2 separate regions of the Mus musculus genome follow, and region 2 is linked to region 1. Evidence: chromatin contacts called from public promoter capture Hi-C data. All regions are on one chromosome and are shown on one strand. Each heading gives the region's core, a stretch centred on a gene start, on an enhancer-like site or on the middle of the called end of the contact. The rest is flanking DNA. Distances are from core to core; before and after follow the strand shown. Region 1 holds the start of Ang2 (angiogenin, ribonuclease A family, member 2). Region 2 holds the start of Ang4 (angiogenin, ribonuclease A family, member 4).

Region 1 (7,480 bases), core at 2,530-5,029:
AAAGAAGTCAAGAAGGTGGACTCCAGAAAATCAAATAACCCCATTAAAAATGGGGCTCAGAGCTAAGCAAAGAATTCTCACCTGAGGAATACCAAATGGCTGAGAAGCACCTGAAAAAATGTTCAACATCCTTAATCATCAGGGAAATGCAAATCAAAACAACCCTGAGATTCCATCTCACACCAGTCAGAATGGCTAAGAACAAAAATTCAGGTGACAGCAGATGCTGGCAATGATGTGGAGACAGAGGAACACTCCTCTATTGTTGGTGGGATTGCAAGCTTGTACAACCACTCTGGAAATCAGTCTGGCTGTTCCTCAGAAAATTGGACATAGTCCTACCGGAGGATTCCGCAATATTTCTCCTGGATACATATCCAGAAGATGTTCCAACTGGTAAGAAGGACACATGCTCCACTATGTTCATAGCAGCCTTATTTATAATAGCCAGAAGCTGGAAAGAACCCAGATGCCCCTCAACAGAGGAATGGATACAGAAAATGTGGTACATTTACACAATGGAGTACTACTTAACTATTAAAAAGAATGAATTTATGAAATTCCTAGGCAAATGGATGGACCTGGAGGGCTCAACCTGAGTGAGGTCACCCAATCACAAAAGAACTCACAGGATATGTACTCACTGATAAGTGGATATTAGCCCAGAAACTTATTATACCCAAGATATCAGATACAATTTATGAAACACATGAAACTCAAGAAGAATGAAGACCAAAGTGTGGACACTTTGCCCCTTCTTAGAATTGGGAACAAAACACCCATGGAAGGAGTTACAGAGACAAAGTTTGGAGCTGAGACAAAAGGATGGACCATCTAGAGACTGCCATATCCGGTGATCCATCCTATAATCAGCCTCCAAATGCTGACACCATTGCACACACTAGCAAAATTTTGCTGAAAGGACTCTGATATAGCTGTCTCTTGTGAGACTATGCCGGGGCCTAGCAAACACAGAAGTGGATGCTCACAGTCAGCTATTGGATGGATCACAGGGCCCCCAATGGAGGAGCTAGAGAAAGTACCCAAGGAGCTGAAGGGATCTGCAACCCTATAGGTGGAACAACAAACTGATCTAACCAGTACCCCCAGAGCTCATGTCTCTAGCTGCATATGTATCAGAAGATGGCCTAGTCGGCCATCAGTGGAAAGAGAGGCCCATTGGTCATGCAAACTTTATATGCCTCAGTACAGGGGAATGCCAGGGCCAAGAAGTGGTAGTGGGTGGGTAGGGGAGTGGGGGGGGAGGGCATGGGGGTCTTTTGGGATAGCACTGGAAATGAAAATGAATAAAATACCTAATTAAAAAAAGAAGAAAATACCAGGACTGAATTCAAATTGCTGCCCCATCCACTCATGTGATTGATTGATTAATGATTGATTGATGATTGATTTGTAGGATTAAATTGTCTCCTTCTACCATGTGATTCCCCAGATAAAACTTGGTACATCGGTCTTGGTGTCAAGCATCTTAGGGAAACTTTTCTAATTAGGAGCATTTGAAAACCTCTACCTGTTTTCTGAAGTAAAGATGGCTCTTCCTATGCTGAGCACAGACCCGCAGCCCACTTCTCAAACCCTTCCTAAATCTGAATACTCAGGAAGGCTGGGCTCACTCAGGTACTGGCTATGGCTTGAGCACAGGAAAAGCGGGGCTTTTGTGTTTTTGCCTCTAGCAATTGTTTTCTAAATAAAATACCTAGGCATGTGTTCATAAATCTTTGCTAACAGGGTATTACCTACTGAGCCTGTGCATCTGACAGTATCCAGCAAGGTTTTATACTTGAATCAAATTTGGTTGAAGAACGGAAAGGAAATAATCTTTCTATAACTTCCATAAAACCACACAGTTGTCAAATAGCACTTGATAAACTAAAAATTAATGAGAGAATAACATAAAATAGACAAGTTTTAAAATTTTAAATAAAATAGCTATGACGAATGTCTTGGGAGTATCCCATGAGAACTAATGCTTGCTTAAGACCAGAGCGATACACTCAATGGATAAAAAGGGAAATTTGAGGGGCTCTGAGAAGGGGAAGAAACCCCTTACTTGGCAATCTGGAAAGGAAATATTTCATCATAATGAACAACTGCTTAAGGCCTTCACCCCTTGCCAGTAATAAGCCTGCATTTTTCAAGAATGAAGACAAAACCTTCTTTTCAAAAAGATGTGTACTAACCCCCTTATGAAATTCTGGTGGCCCTTGATTCTACCTTTGCAAATTATAATTGTAACCAAGACACTCCCTGAGCCACCCTATGATCCCACCTATCAAAAGATAAAAAGGGGTCATGAGGTGGCTCAGCACTTAGGAACACTTGCTGTTCTTGCAGAGGACCTAGGTTTGGACCCCAGCATTCACCATGATCATCTGTAACTCTAGTTCCAGGGGACCCACCACCTCTTCTGACCTCCCTGGGCCCCAGACACACATGTGGTGCCCATACATACATGAAGACAAAACACATATAGTAAAACAGAATGCACATAAAATAAGTAATACTCTAAACAGAGAGAAAGAAGAAAGGAGGATGTCCTTTCGACCTTTTAAGGTGTGGCTTGAGAGGCATTGTACATATGACCAATATGAAGGTAACTATGTATTACTCTCTGTTGGGGAGCCCATACCCACACTTGGGTATGCCTCGCTCCCTAACTGCCTCTCTCACAACCTTTTTGTTGACAGCCCATGTCAGAATTATCACTGATAAAAGTCTCCAACTCTGCTTCATGAAGGCTGGTATCGATTTTTTTTTCTGTGTGAAACTATGAATCAGGTTTGGCCAGAGTTTAGGTCCTTCAAAAAATTAAGGGGGTACATTAGGTTGCTGAGGATGACAGCATCAGTACAGGAGTAGAAGGCAGGGGGATATCCTTGGTGTGCTGGCTCTTGATCCTAAACTCCTTTCCAAAGGGCTCCTTTAGTGACCTATTACTTAATAGACAACTTGGTTCTTTTGAAAATTCCCTGTCCTGTCTGTAAATCAATTTAGCATCCACAGCACCATAAAAAGATGAAATCTACCTTCCCCCTGACTAGCAGGTAACGAAGAATATCTCTCTGTGTTCCAGCCCCTTTCCCCTGGGGTACAGCAAGGAGAGAAAACAGGAAAAGCTAAATTTACTGGGAACTAGAGATCTTCCAGACTGACTCTTAATGGTTTTTGAGATATCTTTATTTTTGTGCATTATAAATCAGGAGAAGTATATTTCAGATAATTCATTTTCTGGCTCGTGACAGTGAACGTTAAAACAGTGATTTTGGCTGTGAGGGGAGATAAAAAGAAAAGAGAGCTAGGCCTGTGCCAGGGGTCTGCTGTCTATGGACTGATAAAAGACTCATCAAAGTGGACAGGCCAGCCATTCTCACAGCCAATAATAATATATCTGAACCCTTTAGAGGCTCGGTACCTGCATGGAGGCCGGGGAGACCTTCCTTTGTGTGTGCAAGTGGTGACCTGGAAGTGAGACTTGCTTATTCTTAAATTTCGTCCATAAGGGCTTCCTTTCTTTCCACAGATGGCCTTGATGTTGTTCTTGGTGTCATGGATAAAGGTGTTGACATCTTTGCAGAAAGAGGTTAGCTTTCTTTTCACCATCATACTTTCGCAGTATCTGTCGTCCCGGCCTTTTGGCTTGGCATCATAGTGCTGAGTCAGGAATTTTGTGTACCTGGAGTCATCCTGAGACAGAGTGGGAGGGATCACAACCAGACCCAACAGGAAGACCAAGAACAAAGGACCTGGGCTCATCGCCATCTCTTCCAACAGAGATTCCTGCCAAGGGCAAAAAAAGCAGGAGTGGTCAGGCCATAGAACTACATTCTAATTTAGACTAAGTGGGTGGAGACTTCCCTTTCTGAAAGAGCATGATAAAGCAGTGTTCTCAGCTACCTAATTCCATCTAGGCCTTGGCCTTCCTAACAGACTCCATGGCGCAGCCATCTTTCTCTATTCCTTAGGTTCACCACCATCCGTAGTATAACAAAATCTATTTATATTCTTAATTCACCTATTACTTAACTTTATAACAAAGATTACCCAAGTTCCTACTGGGCCCAGAAACTGTGCTAGATCCTAGGGCACAAAGACCTTTAAGATATACCAAGGACAGGTGCAGTATGTGTCAGTAAGGTCCAGCTACTTAGGAAATAGAGACAGAAGGATTGCTTGAATCTTAGAGTTCCCCCCTACCTGGATAATGTACAAGACCTTAGGTTTTTTTGGGGGAGAGAAGGGGGTGGTCAAGGAAGAAGAAAGAAAGGCAGAAAAACACAGAACAGAAATGTGGCATCCATTGGGGAGGCATGGGGGTTCCTGAGGCAAGATGGATGATAACGCAAGGGCTGAGAGCCATGAAGAATGACTTGTGGGATCGAGAACACAGGACAGCCCATGCCACAAGGCTATTGAGATGGGATTCCAGGCAGTCGCTCAGTTCCACATTAATGATGAAAGCTGTAGAGAAGATCACCTTGGGATGAAGGGTGCAGGTCTACTTCTCCCAGAGGGCAGAGTTGTTATGCAGTGCATAGGGAGAATGGAACACGTTGTGTGGTACCTGAGGTGGGTCTAGAAGAGACACTTACAGAGCAAAATGGGGAACTCAAGTTTCATCTTCAGGTTGGTCTATGTCAGAGGCTCTTTGGATGATCTGAGAGAATATTTTCTAGTGTCTCCTACATTTGCAGTACTGTTAGCATAGGCACACTATCTTATAGTGTGGGTAAAACAAAACAAAACAAAACACAAAACAAAACAAAACAAAACAAAATAAAACAGAGATCTCTTTATTAAGGCAAGGGACTTAAAATGCCTTGTAAGATCTTTCTGAAGAGGAGAAGAGAGAAGATTCCTACCATCACCTCCCCAGAGTTCTCAGCTTACCCTGCACCACACACATCCACCAATCACAGGCCATAGGACCAAGGTGTCTTCTGCTGGAGTTTGACCTTCTTATGGACCTTATTGTTGTTATTATTTATTTTTATTGGATATTTTCTTTATTTACATTTCCAATGTTATCCCCTTTCCTAGTATTCTCACTGAAAATCCTTTATCCCCTGCAGCCCCCCTTCTCCCCAACCTTTCTTTCCCTGGAATTCCCCTATACTGGGACATGGAGCCTTCACAAGACCAAGGGCCTCTCCTGCTACTGATGACAGACTAGGCCATCCTCTGCTGCATATGCAGCTAGAGCCACGAGTCTATGTGTTTTCTTTGGTTGATGGTTTAGTTGCAGGAAGCTCTGGGAGTACTGGTTAGTTCATATTGTTGTTCCTCCTATACTGCCACAAACCCTTTCAGCTTCCTGGGTATTTCTCTAGCTTCTTCATGGGAGACCCAGTGCTCCATCCATTGGATGACTGTGATCATCCACTTCTGTATTTGCCAGGCACTGGCAGAGCCTCTCATGAGACAGATATATCAGTCTCCTGTCAACAAATTCTTGTTGGCATCTGCAGTAGTGTCTGGGTTGGGTTGTTGTTTATGGAATGGATCCCCAGGTGGGGTGTAGGAAACTAAAAGAGGGGGGCCTTGGGGAAGAGGGGAAAGGGGAAGACCCACACCCCGCCAGATTTCCACCTATTCTCTGGTAAGGCTGGCGTGGGAGGGCTGCCTTACACTTTCCACTCAAGCCTCTGACCCACTCTTTGGAGGGTGGTCAAGGGGCAGCCCTACCCGGGAGCCCCAGAGCTACTTTGCTAAAGCCCTGGGGTTATATAGGAGAGAGGGATGAGAGAAGAGAGTTTCCCAACACCGGCGTGAGTGAGCGCAGCAGATCTTGAGTGGAGCACAGGAAGGCCTTCCATTGGAGATTAGAAAAGGCTCATTAGGGAAAAGCCTATCCTATTCTCCAAGTGCATTGGCCCTTGATAAGCAGAGACATTCTATGGTTTTAGAGCTTTATTGTAGAAAGGCAGGGAGAAAGAGAGAAGGTAGAAAAGAGAGAAGGGGGCTAGAGAGAAAGAGGCTAGAGAGAAAGAGAGAAAAGAGGAGAGGAGAGAAGAGAGGAGAGGAAAAGACAAAGAGAGAGGAGTGAGGAGTGAGAGAGGAGAGAAGACGAAGAGAGAGGAGTAAGAGAGTAAGAGTTTTAAAAGAGCATCCATAATTTGCTTTAAAAGGTAAGAAGCAAGGAGGAAGTACTGCCAAAAGCACTTCCTGGTTTGGGCTTTTTCTTTTCTTTTCTTTTTTTCTTCTTCCTCGAGACAGGCTTTCTCTGTGTAGCCCTGGCTGTCCTGATACTTGCTTTGTAGATCAGACTGGCCTAAAACTCAAAAACCTGCCTGCCTCTACCACCCCAGTGCTGAGATTAAAGGTGTGGGACACCATCACCAGACTTGGGATTTTTCGTATTATTCCTGCCAAGCCACATGCTTGTTATGGAAGGAAACAGGACAGATCACATGCCCTTCCGCAAATGGCTCCCTAAGCCTCTGGGGGCTTTTAACCACAATTGAAGAAACCCTCCTATATCTCCATCTCCTTGCTCGAAATCCCATTATTTTTTCCCTCAGATACAAACCACCCCAAAGAAACCTGTTTTCATTTAAAATTTTGACTCTTGCTTGTTTTCTTTTTAATGTGAGAGTTTGGGTCCAGAAATCGGAAGGGGGGATAATCGGGTTCACTAAAATAGATGAACTGCTAGAAAGAGCACAGAGGAAAAGAAGCAGAGTTGAACACCCACAAGGAAGAATCTTACCAAAGCTGGCCAGCTTTCCTCCAACGGGGGATGTGTCTAGCTTCGTGCTCCTGGAAACAGGGTCCTGGGGTGTGAAGCTAGAGGCTCCTCACAGGCTGGTAATATACAGTGCTCATGTGACGGGGTGGGGAGAACCTATCTAAGGATCTTTACTTTGGCAGAGACTTGTAAACTAAGGCCACTAATCATGGAGAAACAAGGAGTCATTCACCATTCCTCTGAGCATGACTAGGCCAAGTAGTTACTACCTGGTGGACCATTTTTTTCAGGGATGATAACGAGCACAGTGGAGTAGAGGTGGAGTCAGGGGCAAAGCATCTCATGCTGTGTGGGAACCATGCTGGGGATGTTTGAGGTGAGTCTGGGCACAAGAACTAGAGCATCAGCTGACTCGCTGTAGCAGGAGGAAGAATTCAGCACTCGAACATCTTCAGACTCCCTCAGCAAGGCTGGTCCTCTGTGTGACAAGAACAGGGCTCTCTCAGAAAGCAGCAAAGATGCAAGCAGGCAGCTTTGGGGCACTGACTTGCAGGCATGCTCACACCCAGACTTGGGAACACTTGGGGAAGACTACACTGATATAAAGGACCCACAATATGGGCAGGATGGATCTGGATTCACTTCCGTTGGTGTAACTGAAGAAACAGGCTGCCAACATTCCTTTAAGTTAGTTAATCTCACTGTCTCTCCATTGGGTGGATCCTTTCCAGAGAAGAATATTTACTTACTCATTTTTATATTCTTAGTGAATGA
Region 2 (7,480 bases), core at 1,841-4,340, 580 kb after region 1:
ATGTTGCATCTTCAGCCAGCCTAAGGGAATGTCAGTTAAAGAGAAAATCAGCTCCAAGTAAGTTTTATTTTGTTTGTACCCTGCATTTTGTTTCTCAGCTGCATTAAGTTAACCATTAATTTTATTTTGTGTTTCCCTCATGCGTAGGTCTGAACACTTTTACTTTTACTGTGTGTGTGTGTGTGTGAGCATGTGCACATATGTGCATGTGTGGGTGTGTGTGCATGTATGTGCATGTGCGGGTGTGTACATGCATGTGTGTTTGGGTGTATGTGCATGTGCGAGTGTGTGTGTGTGTGTGTGTGTGTGTGTGTGTGTGTGTGTGTGTGTGTGTGTGTGCTTGTATGTGATGTGTGTAGAAGGCTGAGGTCCTGGACCTCAGCCTATAATCTGCTCAGTAGTGCAGAGTCAGGAGTATAGCTTGGAATCTAGGAGGTCAGGGGTTGAAGGCTCTACTGAGCATGTGTAAGATGGGTGATGGAGTGGGAAGTGAACTGCCCTTCTAATTAGCATCTCACTCTAGCCCACCGTTTCTATTTCATGATAACCAAAGACTCAGTATAAGGCTATAAAGAACACCAAATTCTTGGTCATTTCACAGCGCTAAAATAACAAACTTCCATAAAGAATAGCAGATTATGATCTGTAACAGAATCAAATGTGTGTGGTTTTTTTGTTTGTTGTTTCGTTTATTGAGAAGAGATGGTGCACACGTGCAGAAGGCACGACCACCCCTAAAGAGTTACCAGCATTTACTTGTGTCGACTACTTCACCAGAGCTGCCGGGCGCCATGACACCCACTTGCTGAGCTCTTTATGTTTGTCTTGGGATGCTCTTTCTTGGATGTAATTTCTCTTTTAAAATGAGGAAGATCTGGGTGTGATGCTGCAATCATGCCTGCAATCTCAGAGCAGGCAAGGAGGACTGGGTCATGTTTTGGGACTAGCCTGGCTACCTCCAACCTAAACAACAAAAAAAATAAAAAAATAAAAAAAAAAAATAACAAGAGCTGGTAATACTCAAAAGGATCAGCAGGTGGCAGCAGTGGATAGGGATGTTGCCATTCAGTAGCAGGACTGTTGGCTCTTGTGAAGATGCCAACCTATACTTAAAACCCAGATTGTGGGGAATGGGTATTGGTAGGCTCAGTCAGAGTGCCTAAAGTTGCCAGGTTCTGGGTATTTAGGACACCAAAGCAAAAGCAATAATGTGGAGGATCCAAATGCTATGGATACCATAAAGCAAGCAGTTACCAGCTATCGTGACTGCTCTTTCCAAACACACCATGTGATCTTAGGGAAACAACCATTTATCTATCCATACTTCCTGCTGCTCTATAATCTACAGCCGAGAGGGATCTGTATTCTTTACCTTGAATCATAGTGCTGGCTTCACAGCAGACTCTCAATATCTCTCTGGTAGTTACCTTCCTGTTTCTCTTTAGGCCTATGCTTTACCATCCATAAATGAGAGGGGGTTCCAGCTTTGAAAGTCTGTGGTTCTTACTAAACTAATGGATTCTTTACCGGTTTCATCTAGCAACACTGGAATTGCAGCAGCAAATTTAGATAATCTCAGTTGATGGTAGAAGGTAGCAACTGATAGATATCAGTGATGGGGTGACCTTGGTCCAGTTTCACTGAAACACATCTTCCCTGAAGTATCTCTGCGTAAGGCAAGGCTCTGTACCATGAACACTACATAGGGGGGGTCTTCATCCTAAAAAGATACTTGCTATTTAGGCTTTGGAAACTCTCAGGCCTATGTGGGCAGAAAAGGGGTTACTTGCTTCTAATTTGCAGAAATTCCACATTAATTTTTACCAACCCACCCAATGCAGTCTCTCATAATGGTTTCTCTAAAACACCCAGGAAGCAACTTCCAGCAGGACACCTCAACCACCAGTGTCTACTGTCCACTCCCTTGAAACTGTCTCACTGTGTGTTTAACTCTAAAACTCCCCTCAAAGCCAGGCAAGGTATAACTGTGAGAAAACAAGCAAGAGTGTTATTGTTAGGGAGTGCAGATGTAAATCTGCCATGGCTAAAGGTGCTGAACCTTAGTCACCTACACAATGACTGTCATTCGTATTTCTGCAGTGGAATAGTTCCAACTCTTGTGCAGACTCAGTTTACCCATTCTTAACCAGGTAGTGCTCACAGGAATGGACCTCCTCTGTTTCTCTGGGTTGGCAGTGCTTTGTAGCCTATACATGTATAGCAAACTACCTGCATCAGGGGTGGCAATGTGATAAACACCCTTTTCCTAGGTATACTCTTGCTACTTTGTGTATTCTCTGTGTATCCTCTCAACAGTCCAGCTGATGGAACACCTGATGCCTGGTCTTCCTCCTCCTCTCTCCTCCTTACTTCCGTCAACCTACCATCTTATGATCTTGGTTCATGTTCTACTTTGTTTTTAAAGAGCATCCATAATTTTTTTAAGGAAAGAAGCAAGGAGAAAGTACTGCTGAAAACACTTCCTGGCTTGGGGTTTTCTTTTTCTTTTTGGAGACAGGGTTTCTCTGTGTAGCCCTGGATGTACTGGAACTCACTCTGTAGACCAGGCTGGCCTTGACTTCAGAGATCTGCCTGCCTCTACCACCCCAGTGCTGAGATTAAAGGTGTGGGCCACCATCACCAGACTTGGGGTTTTTCTTATTATTCCTGCCAAGCCATATGCTTGTTATGGAAGAAAACACGGCAGGTCACATGCCCTTCTGCAAATGGCTTCCTAAGCGTCTGGGGGCTTTTAATCACAATTGAAGAAACCCTCCTATATCTCCATCTCCTTGCTCAAAATCCCATTAATTGCTTCCCAGATACAAACCACACCAAAGGAACCTGTTTTCATTTTAAATTTTGACTCTCAATTTTTTTCTTTTTAATGCGAGAGTTTGGGTCCAGAAAGCGTAAGGGGGGATAATCGGTTTCACTAAAATAGATGAACTGCTAGAAAGAGCACAGAGGAAAAGAAGCAGAGAGTTGAACACCCACAAGGAAGAATCTTACCAAAGCTGGCCAGCTTTCCTCCAACTGGGGACGAGTCTAGCTGTGTGCTCCTGGAGACAGGGTCCTTCGGTGTCAAGCTAGAGACTCCTCACAGGCTGGTAATATATAGTGCTCGTGTGACGGGGTGGGGAAACCTATGTATCTCTACTTTGGCAGAGACTTGTAAACCAAGGACACTAATCACGGACAAAGAATGAGTCACTCACCTTTCCCTGAGCATGCCTGGGACAGATAGTAACCACCTGGTGGACCACACATTTTTTTCAGGGAAGAGAATGAGTACTTCCTGAGTTCCTCTTCCCTCCATCCATCTGCAGGAAAAAAATATGGCTACTCAAACTCCTGTTCTTTAAAGCACAGTTGTAAAACCAGCTGTCTACATCTAAGCATTATGGGGACCATGTACAGAAGGAATTATGCATGTCTGCTCTGCTTATGAGGAAATGCCAAGATCGAACAGTAGACAAGCCACGGGGTCAGACTTCGAATACCCAGACACTACACAGCAGGGAAGTGAAGAAGTCTATGAGAATTGTTCTAACATATACATCTTCAGGGCTGGACAGATAGCTCAGTGGTTGCGGGCACTTACTCAGGCTCAGTTCTCAGACCCACATGGCAGTTCACCACCATCTGTAGTGATGCCTTGGTCTGGCCTCCCCAGGCATTGCATATGCGTGGTACACAGACATATATATATATATATATATATATATATATACATATATATATATATATATATGCAATTTTAAAAATTGTTATACGTTTATCTTATATCTAGGGCATGATTGCATTATTTTAGCTCTTTGTCAATTTCTAGATTTTCCTTCATCATTGTATAGATATTTGCATGTGATTTTGTGAGACCCCAACTTAGAGCATTTCTCCCTGGAAGGTAAAGCCCATGAACGTCCCCCCAAGCCTGTTTTCCCCCATCTCTGGGGATACAGCCAGAAAGAAGCTCTTTGCTCTCTATAGCCAGCAAAAAGCCTTTGTTTGTTTGTTTGTTTGTTTGTTTCTGTGCCTGACAACCAGAGATGCGATAATTGTAAAAAGACCTAGCCAGGCACTTGCCTGGCTCCCTGTGCCAAGGACACGGAGATAAAAATTCACTCTGATACCTAAACCACAAAAAGACCCAACAAAGATAGAGAACTTCAGACCAATTTCCCTTATGAATATCGATGCAAAAATACTCAATAAAGTTCTTGCTAACCGAATCCAAGAACACATCAAAACAATTATCCATCCTGACCAAGTAGGTTTCATCCCAGGGATGCAGGGATGGTTCAATATACGGAAATCCATCAATGTAATCCAGTATATAAACAAACTCAAAGACAAAAACCACATGATCATCTCGTTAGATGCTGAGAAAGCTTTTGACAAAATCCAACATCCATTCATTATAAAAGTCTTGGAAAGATCAGGAATTCAAGGCCCATACCTAAATATGATAAAAGCAATCTACAGCAAACCAATAGCCAACATCAAAGTAAATGGTGAGAAGCTGGAAGCAATCCCACTAAAATCAGGGACTAGACAAGGCTGTCCACTCTCGCCCTACCTATTCAACATTGTACTTGAAGTCCTAGCCAGAGCAATTAGAAAACAAAAGGGGATACAAATTGGAAAGGAAGAAGTCAAAATATCACTTTTTGCAGATGATATGATAGTATATATAAGTGACCCTAAAAATTCCACCAGAGAACTCCTAAGCCTGATAAACAGCTTCGGTGAAGTAGCTGGATATAAAATAAACTCAAACAAGTCAATGGCCTTTCTCTACACAAAGAATAAACAGGCTGAGAAAAAATTCACAAAGAAGAGCTATAACTCACTCCCCACTCCTCATTCCTTGTAATTTTACCAAGGACACCTGGCAGAGAAGAGCTATAGCCCAACTCTTCCCAACTCTCTTCCCAACTCTCTTCCCAACTATTCCCAACTCCTCCCAATTCCTCAGCTAGCTGTTAAAAGCCCCCTACTGTTACTGCTTAGGGTCGAACTCCCCTGCCCTGCACAGCTGAAGGAGTTCATCCTCAGCTAGCTGATAATAAAGCCTCTTGCAGTTTGCATCAGGTGTGGTTTTCTCTCGAGTTATTGGACTGCTGGACAGCTCATCCCGGGACTTGAGCAGAGGCCCAGCTTCGGGGGTCTTACAATTTAAGCTGTACTAATTTCTAAAAGCAAAAGAGGAAGGAAAAAAAAGACCTACAGGTTGTCAGAGGAGTAAAGGTGGAGGCAGGGGCAAAGCATCTCTCACTGTGGGAACCATGCTGGGGATGTCTGAGGTGAGTCTGGGCACATGAACTAGAGCATCAGTTGACTCACTGTAGCAGGAGGAGGAATACAGCACTCGAGCATCTTCAAACTCCCTCAGCAAGGCTGGTCCTCTGTGTGGAAGGAATAGGGAACCCTCAGAAAGCAGCAAAGATGCAAGCAGGCAGCTTTGGGGCACTGAGTTGCAGACATGTTCACACCCGGACTTGGGAACACTTGGGGAAGACTACACTGGTATAAAGGACCCAAAATATAGATAGGATAAATATGGATTTATTTCTGTTGGTGTAACTGAATAAATGGGCTGTCAACATTCCTTTGGGTTCGTTAACCTCAATGTCTCTCCATAGGGTGGATCCTTTCCAGAGAAGAATATTTGCTTACTCATTTCTATATTCTCAGTGACTGACACATAAGTCCTCATCAATTGATCTAGAGCCTCTAACCACAAAAAACATTCTGGGCTTCTCTTTAAAGGTTCAGAGATGCAAGATTTGGTAGCAGTTATTAAATAAACTTGATTGCTAAGTTTATAGGAGATATGGGAGCTGGCTGATACTTCTTCTGGGGTATGATGAGGTTATCAGGGTGTTCCAATGCACCCTAAAGTGTTCTACTCTTGCCTGCAAAAAGTTCTAAAATCAGCTGATTTGCCTTCACCAATGAGCTTTTGTTCCTGACCACAGAGTAGACTCTAGGAGTGTAACATCTTTAAAAAACAAACACTTGAACCCAGATGCCCCTCAACAGAGGAATGGATACAGAAAATGTGTTACATATACACAATGGAATACTACTCAGCTATTTAAAAATTGAATTTATGAAATTCCTAGGCAGATGGATGGACCTGGAGGGCATCATCCTGAGTGAGGTAACCCAATCACAAAGGAACTCGCACAATATGTACTCACTGATAAGTGGATATTAGCCCAGAAACTTAGGATACCCAAGATATAATATACAACTTGCTAAACGCATGAAATTCCAGAAGGAAGACCAAAGTGTGGACACTTTACCCCTTCCTAGAAATGGGAACAAAACACCCATGGAAGGAGTTACAGAGACAAAATTTGGAGCTGTGACAAAAAGATGGACCATCTAGTGATTGCCATATGCAGGGATCCATCCCATAATCAGCTTCCAAACGCTGAGACCATTGCACACACTAGCAAAATTTTGCTGAAAGGACCCAGATATAGCTCTCTCTTGTGAGACTATGCCGGGGCCTAGCAAATACAGAAGTGGATGATCACAGTCAGCTATTGGATGGGTCACACGGCCCCCAATGCAGGAGCTAGAGATATTACCCAAGGAGCTAAAGGGAACTGCAACCCTATAGGTGGAACAACAATATGAACTAACCAGTATCCCGGAGCTCTTGTCTCTAGCTGCATATGCATCAAAAGATGGCCTAGTCGGCCATCACTGCAAAGAGAGGCCCATTGGACTTGCCAACTTTAGATGCCCCAGTACAGGGGAACACCAGGGCCAAAAAGGGGGAGTGGGTGGGTAGGGGATTGTGGGGGTTGGTATGGGGGACCTTTGGGATAGCATTGAAAATGTAAAGGAAGAAAATACCTAATTAAAAAAAATTTTTAAAAAAAAGGCTGGTGAGATGGCTCAGTGGGTTAGAGCACCCGACTGCTCTTCCGAAGGTCCAAAGTTCAAATCCCAGCAACCACATGGTGGCTCACAACCATCCGTAACGAGATCTGACTCCCTCTTCTGGAGTGTCTGAAGACAGCTACAATGTACTTACATATAATAAATAAATAAATCTTTAAAAAACAACAACAACAACAACAACTAACCCTTAATTCCAGCACGTGGGAGACAGAGGCAGGTGGATCTCTGTGCGTTTGAGGTCAGCCTGGTCTACAGAGCTAGTTCTAGAACAGCCAGGGCCATGCAGAGAAATCCTGTCTCAACAACCAAACAAACAAACAAGCAAAAGTTGCGCAGAATGTGCACATCCCAATGGATACACTTCCTAAGAATGGGGCCTGACAGCTTGAGCAGGAAGAGTGGCTGGCATGAGGACTTGGAAAGGGCCCAAACCTCAACACTTTCCAGCTTTATTGAGGCACAGCCCAGCTTGAAGGTCCCCTTTATCCTTGTCTGCTCCCTCCTGCACTCAACCCAACTGTGAGCTGAAAGGAAATGAGGCTGAGGTTGTGATAAGATG

Evidence for each region. Promoter capture Hi-C pulls out the DNA fragments that hold promoters and counts their contacts.
Region 2: a contact with region 1 is called in a promoter capture Hi-C map of embryonic stem cells, with 49 times the contacts expected there. The contact joins the promoter of Ang4 here to the promoter of Ang2 in region 1. A contact is called at or near these places in 2 of 39 promoter capture datasets (both in embryonic stem cells) and 3 of 9 other capture datasets (adipose tissue, liver and pancreatic islet).

Annotation. Positions count from the first base shown.
Region 1 is chr14:51,192,144-51,199,623 of GRCm38.p6, forward strand. Ang2 (angiogenin, ribonuclease A family, member 2) reads right to left here and starts at 3,780. Exons shown (of 1, transcript NM_007449.2): 1 at 3,343-3,780. The coding sequence starts at 3,780. The coding sequence ends at 3,343.
Region 2 is chr14:51,770,500-51,777,979 of GRCm38.p6, forward strand. It overlaps Ang4 (angiogenin, ribonuclease A family, member 4), which reads right to left and starts at 3,091. Exons shown (of 2, transcript NM_177544.4): 1 at 3,013-3,091.